Linked DNA regions of Sus scrofa: regions 1 and 2 are each linked to region 3. A link is a contact called in public HiChIP or PLAC-seq data. All regions are on one chromosome and are shown on one strand. Each heading gives the region's core, a stretch centred on a gene start, on an enhancer-like site or on the middle of the called end of the contact. The rest is flanking DNA. Distances are from core to core; before and after follow the strand shown. Region 1 holds the start of EMC7 (ER membrane protein complex subunit 7). Region 2 holds the start of EMC4 (ER membrane protein complex subunit 4). Region 3 holds the start of LPCAT4 (lysophosphatidylcholine acyltransferase 4).

Region 1 (3,701 bases), core at 342-2,841, 250 kb before region 3:
AAAATGGTTATCTCTATTTTCCTGATAATATTTTCTTCAACAAACATATTATTTATATATCATTTTCAAATAAAAATAGATGGCTTTTAAAAACTGTATACTGAAGAGATCAAGTGCTTAATCGTGGTTAATTTTCCAAACCTTAATGGGAGTTTTACCATTAAAACATCATTTATTAGGGTAAACCCTAAAGAATGCCCTAATTAAAAAAAAAAAAGACTTCCCTAATGCTAGATTTTTAATGATAAACAGCACTGAAAAAATGGCTATTAACTTCCTGTCATTATTTACTAATCTGAGGTTGAACTTTTCATTCAAAGGTGCCTAGAAAATCTGAATATTTGCAAATCAAATTCAGAATTAAATGTCCACATTTAAATTTTGTGCTTTTCAGATACCATTTGCTGGTATACAAACCTACCACAGAAACACCTTTCCCAAATATTTTCAGTTCAAAGTTTCAGTTTAAGCAGCGATTGAAAGATTTAAAACATCATACTTGTGCCTAGACATCTGAAAATCGGGCTTATGAAAAACAACAGTGCTAATAAACCCACCACGTTTTTCATATAAGCTCAAATCCCATTTCTACTAATATCTAAAAAGGACAGAAGCCTGTGAGTACTGTAGAGAAACCCTAGTTTCACATAAGTGACACGTGTGATGCTTCGAATCCCTCGATGAATTCAAATGTAAAAAAGAACAACAATCCCACCTCGAGCCAAAAAAAGGTGCTGATTAGGGACTTCAGGGCCGGTTAATTTTAGAAGCAGCAACATTAGCCTCCTAGTCTATAGCATCACTAGAAGCCCTGTGGGCTTTGAGAATTCCCAGTTGCTTAGCATCCTTCTACACAACATAAAGCTACCAAGAGACTGAAATGAACGCAAAAAGCAGCCAGATTTCAGGGAAACCAGATGAGATGCACAGGAAAAACTTCATCAAAAGACAAATGACCCTGGTCCCCAGGGTCCAGGAATGGTGGTCTCCATCGAGGGCCAAACTGGAGCTGAAAATAACTGACCCCACAGCTCCAGCCCTGGAGCGAGCACCTGCCATCCTCATTTCGAGGTAAGAGACCGGGAAGGGGAAACCGTCCCACTGCCTCCCAAGGTCTTCCAGCACAGACCGCTAGTGGCGCCCGCCCCTTTACCCTCGGATAGCGACATTGTCAGATTCTGACACTTAGCTCCTGAAGGAGGAATTGCCTTTAGGCTTCCATCCCAACCGCTTTCGCGCTGCCCTCAGGAAGCTCACTTAAGGAAGCCGACATGCTCTTCTCCGTCTACCAGCACTCGGGCCGCGGAGATCCAGTCCTGGGGCTTCACTCCAGGAACAACCGCACGGCCTTCAATCTTGAAGCGATCTCCTATGCCGGCCCCACTCCCTCCTGACCCCTCGGAGGTAGACCCAGACACCTCCGAGCTCTGGGCATCCCCTGACAGCAGAAGCAAAAAGACGGGGAAGAGGCCCCATAGAGCGGCCGCCATGACAGCAGCTCTCCGCCGTCAGACCCGCAGCCCCGGAAGCCCTCCCCGTCTCTTGCCGCCGCCGCCACTGCCGCAGCCGCCGCCACCGGCCGATGTCGTCATCCCGGCGCGCCGGCTTCCGCGCGAGCTTTGGACTCAAACACCAGCGCAGAAGTCTTGGCCAATCAACTTGCGAGGCTGAAATGCAGCGCTCTCCGCGCGCTCGGGATTGGAGGGCCGTGTGATTAGTGTCGCTTTAAGGGGGCCGCGCACAAAGCGACCGTGCTCAAGTGTGTGTGTTCGAGGCCTTAGGACCACACCAGAGTAAAAGACGATTAATACTTAAGAGACTTTGGTAGAAACAAGTCCGGAAAGGAGCGTTTAAAAAACTTCTAGAGATTCCCCGAGACGTAAAAGATGAAAATGCTCCCGTTTGTGTGTTTAAAGGAGATAATGTCTCTGCACAGAAAAATAGCTGGAAAAAATACGTAAACTATTTATAAAGGGTTTCGTCTGGTACAAAGGAAAAGAGTTGGAGGACATTTATCTGCATTTATTTATCTTAGACCATTCGTCCAGTTTTGAATACTTTTCCGTAATGAAAACAACATAACGGGGGGAAGCCTGCCATTGTTGATCATGGGGATTAAGACAAGATTTCAGAGATCATCTTCTTCAATCCGTTCGTTTCTTGATGATAGACAAGGTGCCTTGCCCAGAGTTTCTGTTGGGCCTTGGACATTGCCATGCCTAGAGCTAGCCTCCCAGGGAAGAGTAACAAAAATTGGAAAAAGAACAAAGGAATCAAGTACTCTGAACCCCTGATAGGGACTGGGAATGCAGCTCATACTCTATTCTGAGCATCAGCAGCTGCTGCTTAGGGGTAGTTTACCTAAGTCTTCTGAAGATAGCTATTTCTTCACATTGAATCTTTGGAAGAAGCAGACATGCTTTAAAAAGAGTATGTGCTACAACCCTCCCCACCAACACCAACCATCAAAACTACGCTAAATTATGAAGTTAAATTTCACTTTTCTAAAATAATACAAAATTTGTAAATACACTGAAATAAAAATAGCCTCATCCCAAATTTATCTCACTTTATTTCACACATTTTTTGGTAACCCAGCTTTGCTGGTGTCTTGGGCACATATTTGGTTCTGTAATCAGTGATGGACAGTATCTCAGGTGGAAACTGGGAAGTTTACTTTTTATGTGGGGCAAAGGGCAGGAAAGTACCAGCAACACACAGCAGTTGAGCTCTCTGAATCCCCATTTCTGCCTTTCTCTTTCTTTCCCTACCTTACTGTCACTCTCATACCAAAGAATCCAGTGATTTGACCCTATAATTGCCAGGCTTAAACTTCTCCACAGGCATTGGATGGAGGAGAGAAATCTAAGTAATGTTTTCAAGTGTTGTGAAATTCTGTCATCTCTGGTGTTTTCCAGGTAGACCACGGGAATTGCATAGATATTCAAGTCCAAATTATATAAGAGTTATCCCATAATGTAGCCCTAGGACTCATGCCTAATGAAAGAAATGATAATTATAGTGAAATGTTTTAGAAAAATTTTGTGCTAAATTTGCTCTGTTTGCCCAGCCGGATCCACCTTCTGCCCTCTGCTCTGCTTTGTGCCCTGGAAGACTGGCCCTTGAAGGATTGAAAAAAACTTGGTTCCTTTGCCTTCTGCGTGCTTCTAGGTTGAGTTCAGCCAATAGGAAGTATCTGTAGGACATCCCTTTCAATTTCCCTTACCAATCCCCTTACTTCCAAGAAAGTTTAATAAAGGGATAATTTACAGTCACCACTTCAAGTCTTCCATCTATTTCCTCAAGATCCTGACCCATGTAGATTTCAATCAGACCTACTTATCTTAGTTATGGAAAATATTATTAAAGTGAGAAGTGATCAGTTCATTTATTCAGGATCTTTGCTTTCTCCATCTTCCTTTTTTGCTACCTGGTGAACAAATTATGGCCACAAGGGGGTGAACAAGGACAGGGATAGATACAATACTCAACTCCCCCCAACCAACAGACACAAGGAATTTTTATAAATATTGGATTATACCAACAGAGGTTGATTGTGGGTTTTACAAGTGTAGTTCTTTTCTTTCTTTTTTAAAAAAGTGTTCTGTTTCTGAGTTTTTAAATATTTTTATAATTATAAATTTTATGAATAAATTATTAAAACATAAAACTATTTTTAAAAATAAATGGAGAAGCTAACA
Region 2 (3,673 bases), core at 22-2,521, 130 kb before region 3:
AAAAATTAACTTTATGGGAGTTCCCTTTGTGGCTCAGCAGTTAACGAACCTGACTAGGACCCTTGAGGATTGGGGTTCGATCCCTGGCCTTGCCCAGTGAGCTGGGGTGTAGGTTGCAGACGGAGCTTGGATCCTTCGTTGCTGTAGCTGTGGTGTACTCAGACATTTACAGCTCCGATTCAACCCCTAGCCTGGGAACTTCCATTTGCTGCATGTGTGGCACTAAGGAAAAAAAAAATTAACTTTATCTCTACACCTAGTGACTAGATACTAGTTTATCTAGCATAACCAGTTGCCATAAGAGGAGAAGCTCAACTATAAATTTAAACCGTATCTACTCTGGTGCTTTCCTGCAGAAAATTCTCATGCATTTTTCCCCCTCACAGAAGCAGTCTATTCCTGCTGATAACCTGCTGATCAAAGAAGTTTGATGATAAATAAATTAAATAAGAAAAATTTTTAAAAATTTCATAAAAAGCTTAAAAAAAGTTTGATGATTTCTGGAAATTATCAGTGATCATGAGACAATCCCTCCCTTTTGTTCATAAATGCATCTTGCCCCTTCTACTCAGGGAGCTGGCACTTTTTTCCCCCCACCTTCTCTCTGTGCACAAGCTATCTACTCTAATAAAAAGTTCTGCTTGACAAAGAGCGGCCAGAAAAGAAAACAAAAACAAAAAACATGCATAATCTTTGATCCAGCAATTTACCCATCTAGGAATTTAAGGAAATAAGAAAAGATGTACAAGGAAGTTCGCCGCAACATTGGTTATAAAAGGGGGAAAAACAGTAAAAGAGACCACCATAATCTGGAACCCAAGAGCCTTAACATGTGCCTACACTGCCTCCTAGGTTTTGTGCAAAACAGGGATAAAACGATCTACCTCGCAAGGTTACTAAGATAATTAAATGAAATAATAAACACAAAGGTCCAGGACATTCAACACACAGAAGCCACTAAATAACTGGCTCAGGGTCAAACAATCAGTGGGAAAACCAGGATTTAAACAGAGATTTGAATCTTCGTGATCCCGGGAGCAGGCGGGCGCTCCATAGGTTTTCTTGGATTCCACCCTTAAGGCAGTCAGTGTGGACTTTCCCTCTAACCCATAAAGCGCACCTCAGAGGTCAGGGGACACCTAGTAGAGCTCTTCAGAAAGGTAGGAAGGCACATTAGAAAGCTTTAGTATCTGCCCATTTTCCTCCTCGCATCTCTGCGCTCCAAGCGCTCTCTACGATCGGCCCGGACAAATTCCGTGGAGGAAATGACGTATATACGTACGCGCCGGAAGTGGTGCAAAAGCGGGCCCTAGCAGCCGCAGACGCAGTGGGCCTGAGCCCCGGCTCGGTTTCAGAGTTGGAAGCTTTGCAGCTTTGGTAGGCGACCGCTGTTATGACGGCCCAGGGGAGCTTGGTGGCTAACCGAGGCCGGCGCTTCAAGTGGGCGATTGAGCTGAGCGGTCCTGGAGGAGGCAGCAGGTGAGGAGCCTGGGCAAAGCTCGACATCAGAGCCTTCACCCCAGAACAGGACCTGAGCCCCCGGGCACAACTCTGATGGATGGCGCAAAGATAATTCTTGGGGAGGTCGCGGCTTCTCTGCCGTGGAGGTTTCTGTGTCCGAAGCATGCTTTTGTCATTCTTCCCAATAGATGAAGGTTCTGAGGAGCCCACAAGAGGGCTTGGTGTAATCTGGGTGGATACATCTGAGAATATTTATTCCTGAGATTAGAACAGGAAATGAATGTGGGGTATGAAGTGTACGAGGCTGTGGCCTTAATTTTTTTATTTTGGTCTCCAGGGGCCGAAGTGACCGGGGCGGTGGCCAGGGAGACTCGCTGTACCCCGTTGGTTACTTGGACAAGCAAGTGCCTGATACCAGCGTGCAAGAGACAGACCGGATCCTAGTGGAGAAGGTACAGAGGTATAGATGTCATCATAGTCCTTGGGCCAGTCCTGACGTACACACCCACCTCCCTTCCCAGGCAGCATATTAATATCTTACTGCAGATGGCTAGCCAGAATATCTGGTAGCTAAACTGCTGGAGGTTGGTGTTATATTGGTTGACGTATCAGCCTCAAAAGTGCTCAATAACTGGAAAAATTAAAAAACATATAATAGGTTGATAATGAATTGGTTATGTGTTCCAGTTGAAGTCTTTTTTTTTTTTTTTTTTGCCTTTTCCTAGGCCCGCTTCCGCGGCATATGGAGATTCCCAGGCTAGGGGGTCTAACCAGAGCTGAAGCCGCCGACCCACCCACAGCAACGCCAGATCCGAGCCACGTGCAACGTGGGATCCTTAACCCACTGAGCGAGGCCAGGGATCGAACTCGCAACCTCATGATTCCTAGTCGGATCCGTTAACCTCTGAGACAGGACGGGAACTTCTAGTTGAAGTCGTCTTTTCTATTTTAGTTCCCCGATACCACACAACCAATTTGTCAGGTTAGTCTGTTTGTTTTACCTTTAAAATAGATTAGAAATCTTACTTCTTACTGCTTTAATCTGCCATCTCTTGAGCTAAGCGACTTCATCACCTACTACTTTACCTGTTGTTCACGCCTCTAGTCAGAATGGCCTCCTTGCTGATTCTTAAATATGCCAGGTGAGCTTCTATTCCAGGCTTTTTGTACTTGTTCTTCACCTTCCCTGGAATACTCTTCCTCCAGATACCAGTATGACTTGCTGTCTCAACTCAGATGTTACCTTCTCAGTGAATTCTACTCTCATGGCATTCTCGATCTTATTTTCTTACTTTGTGTTTCTCCTGTCATTCATATATGTGATATAGGTTACTTATTACCTTTTTTTTTTTTTTTCCCCCCACTTTGTAACTTCCACGAGAGCAAAATTTTGTCTTCCAAGTCCCTAGAACTGTGCCTGGCACTTCCTTTTCTCTCAGGCTTAATATTGCTCAATATTAAATAATCTTTGTTTCATGAAATGTAGTGATTTTTCACAACATGAAAGGACAGAGTTATGTCAGTGATTTTCTTGAATTTCCTATCATTTTTCATCTTGGTACATCAAAGTATAATGTAAATAATACATGATAGTAAGGTATTATTAAAATGGCTTGATTTGGGGGGTTCCCAATGTGGCTCCATGGTAACAAACCCGACTAATATCCATGAGGATGTGGGTTCAATCCCTGGCCCCTTCCAGTGGGTTAAGGATCCGTTGTTGCTACGGTATAGGTAACACATGTGGCTTGGATCCTGCATTGCTATGGCTGGGGCATAAACTGATAGCTGTAGCTCCAATTCAACCCCTAGCCTAGGAACTTTCATATGCCGCACCTATGGATCTAAAAAGAAAAAAAAAGAAGAAAATGGCCTGGTTTTAAAGGTAGGTTATTATAAAATATTTATTTTAGAACAGTTGTTATATGGATTTGATATTTAAACTCCCAGATAAATGATCTGTGTAAATAACACATTAGGAAACTATTTACAGATATGGCCATTTATTCTTTTATGTGAATAAACTCAGTGATATATTATTCTTTTTATATAGCTAGATTTACTTTGTTGCTATTTTGTTCAGGGTTTTTCTTTTAGGTTCATGAGTGATATTGGTCTGTAGACTTTTCTCATAATGTCTTTGTCAGGTTTTGGTATTTATGAGGTCCCATATATGGTAATGGGTTAATTTTTTTTATTATTTGAAAGAGTA
Region 3 (3,599 bases), core at 68-2,567:
CACAAGGATGGACCCAGAGCAAAGGACCATCACCCCTGGAGATCAGACGGCAAGTCGTGTGGAACAGGAGATGGGATTGGAACCCAAGGTGGGATGAAGATACCAATAGGATCAGAGGCCTCATTTTTCTGTCTTTCAGTCTGTCCCCACCACACCTATACAACTGAGGCTGTTAAGAGGCTTTAATGTTAACCAGTGTTAAAATGCCCAGCCCTGTGCTCTATGTAGAACAGGCTAGAGACAGTTCTTTTTCATCACATCCCCTTCTATAAATAGCTCCTATGTCTAACAAAAATCAGGGGCACCATTCTTTCCACTCTGGGCCCGAGGTGGGGTGCAGGGGAGTGGAACACTCAGAGAGGTCCACTTTTCAGACCCTCGACCGTCTCTGGTTCTGCCCAGCAGGAGCAGCATCCCTCAGTACTGAAGGATGGGAGAGAGAAGAGGAGCTCGGCCCTACTCCACGGGGTAGGGGTTGCCAGGAGCCAGCGTGACTCCAAGGGCTGCCCCGGGGAGAGGGCAGGTAAACAAACCTAGCCCCAGGAGCCGGCGACAGCGGAGGCGAGGCGGAGGCAAAAGAAACCTTGGACACTCCCTTCTCACACCACTCCACTCCCCAGCTTCCCCAGGCTGGTCCGGCCCTCCACTTCCTGTAGCCAACCCCCTTCACAACCTCCTTCCAACCCCCACCAGGAGGTGCTGCAGTGCGGGGGGTGGGGGTGGTGCGGGGAGGGGGGGGCGGCGGGGTGAAGAGGGGTTGTTGGAAGGGCACAGGGGGTGCAGGCTCCGGGCCCAGAAACCTCCTCCAAGTCACAACCACGCAGAAGCTCTCAGCAGGCCCCTGCCCCCACCCGCGGCTATCCGTAGCCTCCAACTCCATCCTAGCCCATCGGCCTCCGCAGGATGTAATCCGCAGTCTTCAGTGTCCTCCATCTACCCTACCTCTGGGTCCCCGGCAGTCCACCATCCTCACCTAGTCAATTCTCACACACCTCCGAGCTTGCCGATCACCTAAGCCCGTGTTCTCTCCAGGACTCCTCGCCCACCGCCCCGCCGCCCCCACGTGCGCACCCCCGGACTCCCGCCCCGCTAGCCTATCCACCCACCTCCTTTCCGGATTCCCATCCCCATCATTGCCAGAGCTCCAAAAGGCCTTTTCTATTCCCAAGAGTCTTCCCGACGCCCCCCGCCCACACCTTACCTTAACCCTCTGGAGGCGGGAGAGATGTAACTCATGCACGAAGGGGTTGGGGGGCGCTGGGGGTCCGGGGGTGGGGTCAAGGGGGGCCCAGTCCCCCGGACTTCCCTGGCTCATAGCGGCGGGAGAAGGTGGGAGAGAGGGCTCCCTGACCCCGGCCCCGGGCCCCTCTCTGCAGAGCAGAAGCTGCAGCAGCAGCGGCAGCGGCGGCGGCGCTCTGGCCCCGGCCCCGCCTGGTGCGGGGCGGCGAGGGGCGGGGAGCAGGCGGCGCGGCCCGGCCCGCGTTGTCAGGGAGCTGGTCGAGGGGCGGGGTTTCCAGAGCCCCGGCGGCCCTGCTCCTCTGCGCCAGCCGCCTCGCCCGCAGCCCCCCGGGCCATTGTTACGAGGAGGCTGGGTGATGGAGCGCCGCGCCCGCCTACGGGGTGCCCCCGGGCCTGGCCCTGTGACGTTCCTCTAGGAAGATCTGGCTGCTTCCTTCGCGCAGGCCTCCGGCTCGGACCGGGTTTAGGGCCGCGAGGTGGGCGAGGAGATTAGAACGCCCTCCGACCCCGCCCGGGCGTCGAGGTCAACCAGCAAAGCGCAGATCGGGGTGGGGCCCTCGGGTGGAACAGAATGCGAGGGCGGGTGCGTTGCGCGCGGAGACCGGCAGCTCCCGGGCGAGGCGGGGCCCCGCTGTCCCCGCGGGCTCGCGGACCGAAGCCACCTCTAGTAGGCCGACCACCTTTCCTTCCTGGTCGGGTCGACGCCATCGCGCGTGGACTTGAGGCGCTCGCGCCCTCTGGCGGCTACATAGGGCCTCAGCTCCTGACATCCTCGTCCTACCTGTGCCGGGAAGCCCCGCCTGGGCTGATGGAGAACTCTTCCAACCCGCTAGGTGCCAGTAACCATCAAGACTGGGGTCGTATACTTACCAGGGCCCAAGAAGGCCTGGCTAGCGAACCTAGAGAGCTAGGACAACCCCGAACGCAGCCGTCTTTTTCCTCCTAGTCTCTTTACTCAGTTTCTTTCCTTCTTTCCTTTTTGTGAGAGGACAAAGTAATACCCTTCACACCCAAACTCCAAGCTGTCCCAGAAAACTCATGAATTGGTCAGCCCCTTCATCAGGGGATGGTGAGATCAGGGAATGGGGTAGACTTTGAGATTCATAGCCAGTAACACAATCAGATAATGCTCATGAGGAAAAGGAGATAGAAGCCTCATTGCTTGTGGAAAGTAGTGGCTTTCAGTTCACCCTGTTTATTTCTCTCTTCTGTATCCGTCAATCAGCATTTCCTGAAGGTCTTGGGAACAGTGGACGATCAGTGGGCTCCTGGGTCATCCAGTACCATTAATCTTTTATTGGATGGGGGACCTGGGAAAAGTTAAGTTAGAAGAAACGTTGAGACAGATTTTGGGGTGAAGGAGAAAAAAATAGCTTTTATTTTTATAAAAGCAATAGCTTTTATTGCTTTGCTTTACAGGAGGCTAAAGCCCTAAAGACTGTGCTCTCCCTTGGGAGAGAATAGGAGGTGGTTTTACAGTTTGGGGAGTGGAAAATAGGGCCACAGTTAAGGATCAGGGTAGGTGTAAGCTTGCATTCTTCTTCAAAGCTGGTGTTTAGTGGCCCTGGGGTAGGTTCTAATGGTCCTGGAATGAAGACTGCTTGAAATAGTTAACATCTTCTATTTATTGGGGTTTTAGTTCTGAAAAAGAGCTTGAAGAAGATTCTGTCATGTGTCTCCCTTGAAGGGGAATCAGGACCCTGCCTCAAGGCTGCACTATTGTTTCTTCACTGCTCCTCCCTTGTCTCTATAACCCCTCCCTTCCCAGGTTAGAGCTGCCCTTTGGAACTCATGGAAGGTAATGGAGGCCGAATGAGGCTTATTTCCTAAAATAAGCCCTATGGGGCTCCTGGGCACAAAGGACTTTTTGTGTCCTCCATTTCTTATTTTTAGGAAATAAGACTCATTTTTTTGTCTGCTATTTAAAGGGGGAGGTTTGTCTTGGTTCTGTATGTCTTGGGTTTTCTAAGGTAGTTTCAATATATTTATAATTTCATTTTTTTTTCAGTTAAGGCAACTCATTAAATGCATAATTACACATAATTTGCTTTTTATACCTTTAATATTTTAACATAAACTATCCATAACTATACCATGAGGAGTTATTAAACTTAGAACTCAAGCCCATAGAGTAATGATAATTATATGCAAATTACTATGTAATTAAATTAAGCATTATCATATACTATCAATGACATACTAAGAAAGTTTGGATACTGATTTTCAATTCTTTCTCTCTATGGAACTGATGAAAACCTTAGGCAGTGTGTTTGGTGGGAATTTCTATTTTTCCATCATTTGTTTTTGTGGGACTTCAAGGCTTCTCCAAGGAAATAAAACTCAGCCTCTGGTGGAGATAA

Evidence for each region. HiChIP or PLAC-seq counts read pairs in DNA pulled down with a chosen protein or histone mark.
Region 1: a contact with region 3 is called in an H3K27ac HiChIP or PLAC-seq map of alveolar macrophages. The contact joins the promoter of EMC7 here to the promoter of LPCAT4 in region 3. A contact is called at or near these places in 2 of 5 promoter capture datasets (fetal skeletal muscle and liver), 13 of 47 Hi-C or Micro-C datasets (alveolar macrophages, embryonic fibroblasts, epiblast stem cells and 8 more) and 2 of 2 datasets of contacts at active chromatin or transcription factors (alveolar macrophages and skeletal muscle).
Region 2: an H3K27ac HiChIP or PLAC-seq map of alveolar macrophages shows a contact between it and region 3. The contact joins the promoter of EMC4 here to the promoter of LPCAT4 in region 3. A contact is called at or near these places in 18 of 47 Hi-C or Micro-C datasets (alveolar macrophages, blood, brain and 9 more) and 2 of 2 datasets of contacts at active chromatin or transcription factors (alveolar macrophages and skeletal muscle).

The regions. Positions count from the first base shown.
Region 1 is chr7:80,389,088-80,392,788 of Sscrofa11.1, reverse strand. It overlaps EMC7 (ER membrane protein complex subunit 7), which reads right to left and starts at 1,591. Exons shown (of 5, transcript NM_001243700.1): 1 at 1,258-1,591. The coding sequence starts at 1,490.
Region 2 is chr7:80,268,289-80,271,961 of Sscrofa11.1, reverse strand. EMC4 (ER membrane protein complex subunit 4) reads left to right here and starts at 1,271. Exons shown (of 5, transcript NM_001243441.1): 1 at 1,271-1,479; 2 at 1,799-1,913. The coding sequence starts at 1,394.
Region 3 is chr7:80,139,026-80,142,624 of Sscrofa11.1, reverse strand. It overlaps LPCAT4 (lysophosphatidylcholine acyltransferase 4), which reads right to left and starts at 1,317. Exons shown (of 14, transcript NM_001145867.1): 1 at 1,202-1,317. The coding sequence starts at 1,315.